Regions from separate parts of the Mus musculus genome. Here regions 1 and 2 are each linked to region 3. Evidence: chromatin contacts called from public HiChIP or PLAC-seq data. All regions are on one chromosome and are shown on one strand. Each heading gives the region's core, a stretch centred on a gene start, on an enhancer-like site or on the middle of the called end of the contact. The rest is flanking DNA. Distances are from core to core; before and after follow the strand shown. Region 1 has its middle 150 kb from the start of Gm32727. Region 2 has its middle 130 kb from the start of Gm32558. Region 3 has its middle 190 kb from the start of Mir7025.

Region 1 (2,700 bases), core at 132-2,631, 460 kb after region 3:
TTTTAAAGTGATTTAATTACTTGTAATTTTATATATACAAGTGCTTGCCTGCATGTATGTCTGTGCACTACAGGTATGCTGGATTCCTATAGAGCTCAGAAGAGGGTGTTGGATCCGCTGGAACTGAAGTACAGAGAGTTGTGAGCTGCCATGTGGGTTCTGGGAACGGAACCTGGGTCCTCTGCTAAAGCAGCAAGTGTTGTTCACTGCTAAGCTACTTCTCCAGCCTGACAGATTTTCCAAATGATATTGGGGATAGCAGAGCATTGGATGCAAATACCTACCCTACACTTAATTACAGCCATGCTCAAAAAGTTCCAGGAAAGAAGATTTGGGGTTTGGTTTGGTTTGGTTTGGTTTGGTTTGGTTTGGTTTGGTTTGGTTTGGTTTGGTTTTGAGACAGGGTCTCAGCTTTGGCTGGCCTTTAATTTACCATGTAGACCAGGCTAGCCTTGAACTCAAAGAAATCAGGCTGCCTCTGCCTCCTGACTGCTGGTATTAAAGATATGTGTTCTCTATAACAGTTTTAAAATATGATATTTAACTTAGTTGCCATGCCTCCCAGTGAGAGGCAGGAGACCTCCCTTTCTGGCCTTCATGACCTCTTTCACGAACAGGTTCTGGCAGCTTCTGTGGCCTGTCATGTGGAACACTTGCCCCTGGGACATGGCTACCATGGGTAAGGCAGTCTTAGCCTGGGGAGCATCCTACATAGATAGGATGGAGGTCCCCAGCTAATAGTTCCACACAGAGCTTCCAGTTTATAGCCAACATGTACGTTCCAAGGCTATCCCAGCTAATGTCCCATGGAATAGAGACAAGTTGCCCCCACCAAGCTATGCCCATCTTGTAGACTTATGAACAGGGTGAAGCTAAGCCGCCAACCTTTGACACAGACTGCCACACAGGCAGAGAGCCCCACCATTGCAATACCCCCAGTCACTCCCTGTTTGCCACTTGGCTGTCTTTGCTGCTCCCTCAACACTCATAAATGTTCTTGTCTGGGAGCCTTGGCACTTGCTCTCGACTTTTGTGTCCAACATACACACCATTGTTTCTCTCTCATTCTCCCTCTCCTTGTACCCCCCCTTCTATCTCCTCCTCTATCTTCCCCTTCCTCTTCCCTTCTACCTTCCCCTCCCCCTCTCTTCCCCTCCTCTCTCTTTCCCCTCCTCCCTACCCCCTGCTTTTGAGTCATTAATCACTCTTATCTTTTCAGGAAGGACTTCCCTCCTAAACTGGCAAACCACAGGTGCTCTCAGCCCCTCCCCCCTTTCACTGGTTTTCTCCAGAGAAGCCGTCAGTGTCTGACACACTGCATGGTTTACTTATTTGGAGAGACCTCAAGTGACAGGAACCATCTGTTTCATCCCCTGCTGAATCTCTGTGTTGAGGACGTGGTCCCTCCTTGACTGATAGACACAGGCTCGCTGCAGATGCAGAGACAGCCTTACTAGTTTGTCCCCTGCCTCCTCCCCATCTCCTCTCCAGGGGGCTGACATCAGGCCTCATGCTTTCTACCTGCCTCCTGGGCTGGAAGTCAGATGCCATCAGGTATTCTCCACACTGACCATGTTCTCCTTGTGCTGGAGACAAGTTCTTTAAATCATATCTTGTGCTCATCTCCACCAGGAGTGATTGTGAAACTTAAGGCTCACACTACCAAGCTTCAGTGTGTGTGTGCGTGTGTGTGTGTGTGTGTGTGTGTGTCTATGTAAGTATCTGAGTGTCTGTGTGTCGTGTGAATGTGAGTGTGTGTGTGTGTGTGTATGTCTGTGTGAGTATGTATGTATGTATGTATGTGTGTGTCTGTGTGTCTGTATGTGTGTGTATGTGTGTATGTATGTGTCTCTGTGTGTGTCTGTGTATGTCTCTATGTATCTCTGTGTGTCTTGTGTGTATTTGTCTCTCTGTGTGTCTGTGTGTGTTTATTTGTGTGTATATGTGTGTAAGTGTATATATGTGTGTTTCTGTGTGTATATGTGTGTGTTTGCCTGTCTGTCTGAGTGTGTATGTGTGTATATCTGTTGTTTTGAGTGTGTGTGTCTGTGTGTATATGTATGTGTCTGTGTGTCTGTGAGTGTGTTGTGCATGTGTCTATGTGTGTGTATATGTGTGTGTTTTTGTATGTGTGTGTCTGTGTGTCTATGTGTATGTGTAGGTATGTGTTTATTTTTGTGTGTATGTCTGTGTGTGTATGTCTGTGTGTATGTGTGTGTATGTGTCTATGTGTGTGTATATATGTGTGTGTGTTTGTGTGTATGTCTGTGTGTGTGTGTATTGTGTATATGTATGTGTATGTCTGTGTGTGTGTGTGTGTGTGTGTGTGTTGAGGATGGGGGCATTATTCACCTGTGTGGTTATATATGGAGACCAGAGGTTGATGTTGAGATATTTCCTCAGTTTCTTGTTCACTTTATGTTCTTAGGCTAGGGTCTCACACTGAATCTAGAGATCACCATTTACAACCCTAGCAGCCCACGAGTCCCCAGAGCCTCCCGGTTACCCCCTTTCCTTGGATTGTAGATGTGTACAGCCATGCCCAGTGTTTACACAGCCTTGAGGATCTGAACCCATTCCTTACACTTGCTCAGCAACCACTTCACCGCTGAGTCATCTCCCCAGCAAGCGCCATTTTTACTAGCAAAAAATAAGAACGTAAATAACGACTGGGCTTGACTTAAATAAAGGAAGCCTTGA
Region 2 (2,700 bases), core at 12-2,511, 430 kb after region 3:
GTGAATTTGAAGCCAATTGTTCTACACAGTGAGTTTCGGGAAATCAGAGCTACATAGTGAGAGTCTGTCTCAAAATATCAAAAACAAGAGAAACAGAGAGTGGGGGTAGACAGAGAGAGAGAGAGAGAGAGAGAGAGAGAGAGAGAGAGAGAGAGAAAGAGAGACTAAGCAAAGCAGATGAGTCACAGAGACTACTTCAAGGGCCACTGAGGAGTAAGCTGTTTCTTGTTTCTTTGGCTGTGTGTCTCGTTTTCTTCTTTGCTGTCTGACCCACTGCTTGCCCTAAAGGAGATTAAAATGCTAAGGTCCCATTTGGGACTAATGAAGAATCGGCTATGTTCCCTAGAGAGTTGCCATAGGTGCCTTGAATATGGAAAGGATTTTGTAGAGTGATTAGGTGTATTTCCTACAATGTAGATGAAAGGACGTTTGAGTCTTTAGCAGGAAAGTTCATAAAGCAGTTTTCATTTTTATTAAAGAAAAAAAAAAGGATTTTCTGAGCGTCCATGGATGGAATAGATTTTCTAAAGGTTTGGACCACTCTTTAGGAATGAGTTTAGAAGGAATTCAGAAATTAATTAAAAAGCAGACATGGAAACGACTCTGCAGCCATTGGAGGTTGAATTGATGACCTCTAAGGTTCTATTCTGCTCCAAGAATAAATAGCACTTGGTTTTCTTTTCACAAGCAATAGACTGTTTAAACAGTCTATCGACTGTCTACAGACCATGAACCTGTGATTGGTGCAATCACCGAAGTTGGCAAACCTCAAAGTTCTACCAGCCATCCCAGCCTGGGGAAGCTGTGGGTGCATTTTCTGGCACTGTTATAATGACTCTTCATTTTGTCCAATGACTGAACATAGGTACAACAGAGGCCCCGTGCTGGTTCTGAGTCACTGGACTTATGAGCCTCTCTTGGCTTTGTTCCTTGTTTTCCAAAGCCCCAGGAGGACAGTGAGCTACAACCAGGCTCAAGGAAGAAAACACACATCTCCAGTTTCTATCTTTAATGAGCAAAACCAACTGTATTCTTTCCTAAAAGGTAAAGCAAGTCGCTAGTGGAGGAGGAAGGGGATGGGTAGGCCTGCCCTCTCAGCTTTCCCTTCGCCAAGTTGGCAGCAGCGCGTTTATCCCTTTCCGAGACTGTTGTATTGTTTCGCTCTCATTGAATCACATAAAACATCAAGCCCTTGTCCTTTCAATACACAGCATAACACTGGGTGCTTTCTTTTCATTCTCCAGCAGAGCTCTCAATAAACTAATTCAACCGGTTTATAATCTGCTTCAAAACAGTAAGCATTTGCTGTGCCCCTTCCGTGCTGGGCACCCCAGGAACTTGTACACAAACGAATATTGACTTCTGCCTGGGAAAAGAACTTTACAGAATTCATGGGCTCAGCTCATACAATTAAAATTTAAGCTAGCTGAAGCAAAAGAGAAATTCATTGACTCACACACCCAAACTCTAGACGTGACAGCGAGGACATGAACGAAAGCCCCGGACACATTCCAGATTTTCTCCTCCTGTTTTATCTCCTCTTCCCTTTGTTCTAGCAGTTATCTTCTTGAGGATGATAACATAAAAAAACAGGAACTTCAAGTTTCATCTTCCTGACCCTTCTACCTAAGAGGAAATCCTCCTCCACGTAGGGGCAACCAGAAAGCTAATAGGAAAGAACTTCACTCCCTCAGTGTTGTCAGCTGCTAGAGGCAGAAGGAGGTCTGCTACAGAGATCAATCGTACAGTAAAGTAGGGAGTTTTGTAAGGGCTGAGAGACTGAGAAACAGCTTCCCCAAAAGAAGGAACATGGTGACAGTCCCTGAGTAAAGGCTGGCTACTCCACCTTAGTGGATTTGTTTTTATAAAGAAGGCAGACGAGAACCAGAAATAACAACACATTGTAAGCGTATGATTTAATGAACAGCACTCACATGCTTTCAAGCACTCGACTGAAGTTTATCAAGCCATGAGAGCAGAATTCCTTCTCTCTGGGATTTCAGGTGAAACTAGAACAAAGTGACTTTTCAATTGGAAAGGTCATAGAAAACTTGAGGGAAGGCGGGGACTAGGCTGAGACCAGGTGGTATTAGGCCTTGTACTCTAAGATGAGGAGGTTAAATTTGCCTCAGTGGGATGCAGAGGATGCAGAGTGGACCTCAGGAGCTATACCCAGAGTGAGAGCAGAATAGCACCCTCAGAATGAGACAGAAGGGACCTCTCTCTACCAATGTCCCCTTTACGAGACTCAGCTCTGAACCCTCTTAGACATGTTAATTTCCAATATGAGACACGCACAGGACGAATGTGGACCAAGGGCATGTTCCCTGCTATCTCTTGACCGGTGTCCATGTGTTCAGAAATCAAGCCCACTTTCCAGGTATAACGGCTATTCTTGGTGATCAACTTGACTACATCTGAAATTAACTAAACCGTAAGTTAAGCTATTGGGTGCACTTGTGAAGGAATGTTCTTAATTAAATTATTTGAATTGGGAAGACATACTTTTAATCCAGATCTTTTGAGGCAGGAAGTCCCGCATTTAAATTGGGTCTTTTGAAGTGGAAAGAGTCACCTTTAATCTGGGCAATGTCTCCTGCTGGCCGGCTACATAAATGACATGGAAGATGAAAGTGTTTGCTCTTTGCCTACTTGCTCTCACTTTCACTGGAAAAATCATTCCTTCACAAACATTAGAAC
Region 3 (2,700 bases), core at 103-2,602:
AAGACAAGAGGTGGTGGTGGGCTGGCGAGATGGCTCAGTGGGTAAGAGCAATGACTGCTCTTCCAAAGGTCCTGAGTTTCAAATCCCAGCAACCACATGGTGGCTCACAACTTCCCGTAATGAGAACTGACGCCCTCTTCTGGTTCTGGTTCGCCTGAAATCAGCTATAGTGTACTTATGTATAATAATAAAAAAATCTTTTTTCTTAAATCTTTAAGAAAAAAAAAAAAAGACAAGAAATGGCTCCAAGGTTTAAATGTTTAAATGGCCCCATTGAACCAGGTTTAGATAATTTGCCCGAGTTAGGGCTAATGAATCTGAAATTAACACAGTGACTTCTCCAACTCTAGGGTGTCCTTGAACCCCTGCTTGGGGGAAAGCTTGGGAAGTTAGTCAGATCATCTGACGTTTCAGAATCCGGACTGGGAGCACTGAGAGGCAGCGTTAAAGATCCTCAGCTTTGAAGCGGGGAGAACTTCATTTGGAGTCTGCGTCGCATCCCTACTGTATAAATGCGGTTCGACGGGTTCACCTTTCTGCACGTTAGTTTCTTCGTCTACAAACTGAGGAGAATAACATCAGCAACACAAACTCTTTGGGCCTTGGGGGAATTACATTTGTGAAACATTAATTGCTGTTTAAACTCAATAATGATAAAACACGGCTGAATGGCTGTCAGCAGGAGTTTCAGCATTTCCTTATTTGTCAGTAAAGTTGATGAAAACCGTTTCATCTGCTTTAAGTGATGGACATAGGATGTTGGCTGAGCCCTTGGAAGCCTGGGGTTCCCCGTAGCTGTACATTGTTGCTAGAAGCCTCGTTCTCTTATTCTTCAGCTCAGGAAGTAGAAAGGGGACTTCCAGGAAGCTTGCTTGGGCATAGAAACTGAGGGTGACATCAAAACACTGGGGTCCATTAGTCTTGTCCTTCGACTCTGCAAAACTGTAGGTCTAATTGGCTAAGACTAGGAGAGATAATTAAGAAACTGTGTTTCTATCAACTTGTACTAAGGGCTTGTTATCTAGAATCGGGTGATTTGCATATCCAAAGCACAAGCTCATTGCTATCTCTCCTGTAGAGAGGAGGATACCATACCTAAGCAATCTAATTTCAGAGAGATTGCAAAGCAAACCAAGTTAAACATTAAAAAGGCCAATAATGGCTTTTTATCATTACATGGCTCTCCTCTAGGCCAGCTCAGAGCGAGCTAGGTGGGTAGTTACCAGGGAATACTTAAATAACAGATACCTTGCAATCAGCAGGCCAGCGGGAGAAGAATGGTGTTTGACGTCATACAAGGGTGTCTAAGAAACAAAGCCTTGCCTTAAGAAGAGAACAATTTACTTGGAGAGCAAGCTATAAAGCAACAGTTCAGCTGAGCTGTGTACTAGATAAACAGTGCAGTCAAGAAGCCTACGGGGCTAGCTTTCCCATTATAAGCACAGGCTGTATCATTTAATTATGGGTGGCATTCGGACTATAGAACCTGGCTGGGCAAATTTGCTTTTACTCTTCAAAAGGGCTGAGACATTTAAGACTTAAGGTTTAACTCAAGTGCATTGGGAAAGTTCACTTTAACTCTGTGTGGATAATAGATCGCCGCTGAGAACCTATTTTAGAAATTCTAATTCATCTCTCAGGAAACTGCCCCTCAAACCCTAAGTATGTGTACACTTTTGGGGAGCTGAGAGATCCCCTACAGTCCACCCATGAACCTCACCTTAGAAATCCTGTTTTCAGAATCTTTGTGGCCCAGTCATGAGCAGCTGGGTTCTGATCCCCAGTATTCAAGCATGTGGCTTGTTTATGGTACCTCACTGCTGGGGCTGGGAGACAGGAGAATCTCTGGACCTGATTGGCTAACCAGTCCGGCCAATCAGTGAGCTCCAGATTCAGTTGGGTGTCCCTATCTCACAATGTGGGTGATTTTAAAGATAACGTTTCTAACTGTGCAGCATCTCTGTCTAGATTTTTTTCCTCCCAATGATGCTAGCACAGCTGGAATGGACGACGTTTGGGGTTCTATTCTCACACTCCAGGAGAGTCCTGTGGTCTCTGAGAGCCCTTCACAGGGGCCCCCTGAAGGCTGAATTTCGTTTCTGCCATCTTTGATTTATTTTTTTAATCAGACAGAGAATAAACAGAGAAGGGCAAGATGTCTTCTTAGCCTCAGTTCACAGCTCCTTAAATTAAAAAGGGAGAAAAGGACCACGTGGGAAATCTCCTTAAATAATAGGCAGTATAGGGGAGGTGACCAAAAAGCAGGCAGCTGGCTGGCTCTTGGAGAAAAAGGAGGAGCCCATTGACTTTGCTCCACCCTCGGGGCCAAGTGGAACCTAGGTTCCCGTCACATTTCAGGCCCCAGCAGAGTGTAAGTTCTTTATGGTAGGGACTGTGACTACTCCTAACTCTGGGGTCCCAGTATGTACATAGGATCGAGGCCAGGGCAGGGGGTCAATGTGAGCTTCCTAAACATGTGACATTAAAGACAAAGTCAGACCCAGACTGTCTTCCCGTGGTCCCTGTAAGCTCCCTCTGTGGCCTAGAGGCAGATGACAGCAGGCAATGGAGCCTGGGGTTCCCTGATCTGTCTGTTGGTTTCTGCCCTAGTGTGCTTGAAGGTCAAAGTCACAACAGAAAGCTGGAAGTCAAGACACAGGCACTGCGGCCTTTGGGAAGCTGCCAGCAAGTGACACTTGC

Evidence for each region. HiChIP or PLAC-seq counts read pairs in DNA pulled down with a chosen protein or histone mark.
Region 1: an H3K27ac HiChIP or PLAC-seq map of extraembryonic endoderm stem cells shows a contact between it and region 3. The contact joins two enhancer-like sites. A contact is called at or near these places in 17 of 484 Hi-C or Micro-C datasets (the BV-2 cell line, ECoMG-derived neutrophils, the G1E-ER4 cell line and 11 more), 6 of 115 datasets of contacts at active chromatin or transcription factors (embryonic basal ganglia, embryonic stem cells, extraembryonic endoderm stem cells and 1 more) and 1 of 9 other capture datasets (embryonic stem cells).
Region 2: a contact with region 3 is called in an H3K27ac HiChIP or PLAC-seq map of extraembryonic endoderm stem cells, with 4 times the contacts expected there. The contact joins two enhancer-like sites. A contact is called at or near these places in 1 of 39 promoter capture datasets (neural stem cells), 2 of 115 datasets of contacts at active chromatin or transcription factors (acute myeloid leukemia and extraembryonic endoderm stem cells) and 1 of 9 other capture datasets (embryonic stem cells).

What each region holds. Positions count from the first base shown.
Region 1 is chr5:75,829,135-75,831,834 of GRCm38.p6, forward strand. No RefSeq gene overlaps it. Among named protein-coding and RNA genes, the nearest start is that of Gm32727, 150 kb to the right of the region's middle. Within about 2 kb of position 1,382, at least 59 of the 459 cell types and tissues checked have an H3K27ac peak or open chromatin away from gene starts, as enhancers often do. A contact at or near this core is called in extraembryonic endoderm stem cells, where this site is marked.
Region 2 is chr5:75,799,035-75,801,734 of GRCm38.p6, forward strand. No RefSeq gene overlaps it. Among named protein-coding and RNA genes, the nearest start is that of Gm32558, 130 kb to the left of the region's middle. Within about 2 kb of position 1,262, at least 24 of the 459 cell types and tissues checked have an H3K27ac peak or open chromatin away from gene starts, as enhancers often do. A contact at or near this core is called in extraembryonic endoderm stem cells, where this site is marked.
Region 3 is chr5:75,366,264-75,368,963 of GRCm38.p6, forward strand. No RefSeq gene overlaps it. Among named protein-coding and RNA genes, the nearest start is that of Mir7025, 190 kb to the left of the region's middle. Within about 2 kb of position 1,353, at least 6 of the 459 cell types and tissues checked have an H3K27ac peak or open chromatin away from gene starts, as enhancers often do. A contact at or near this core is called in extraembryonic endoderm stem cells, where this site is marked.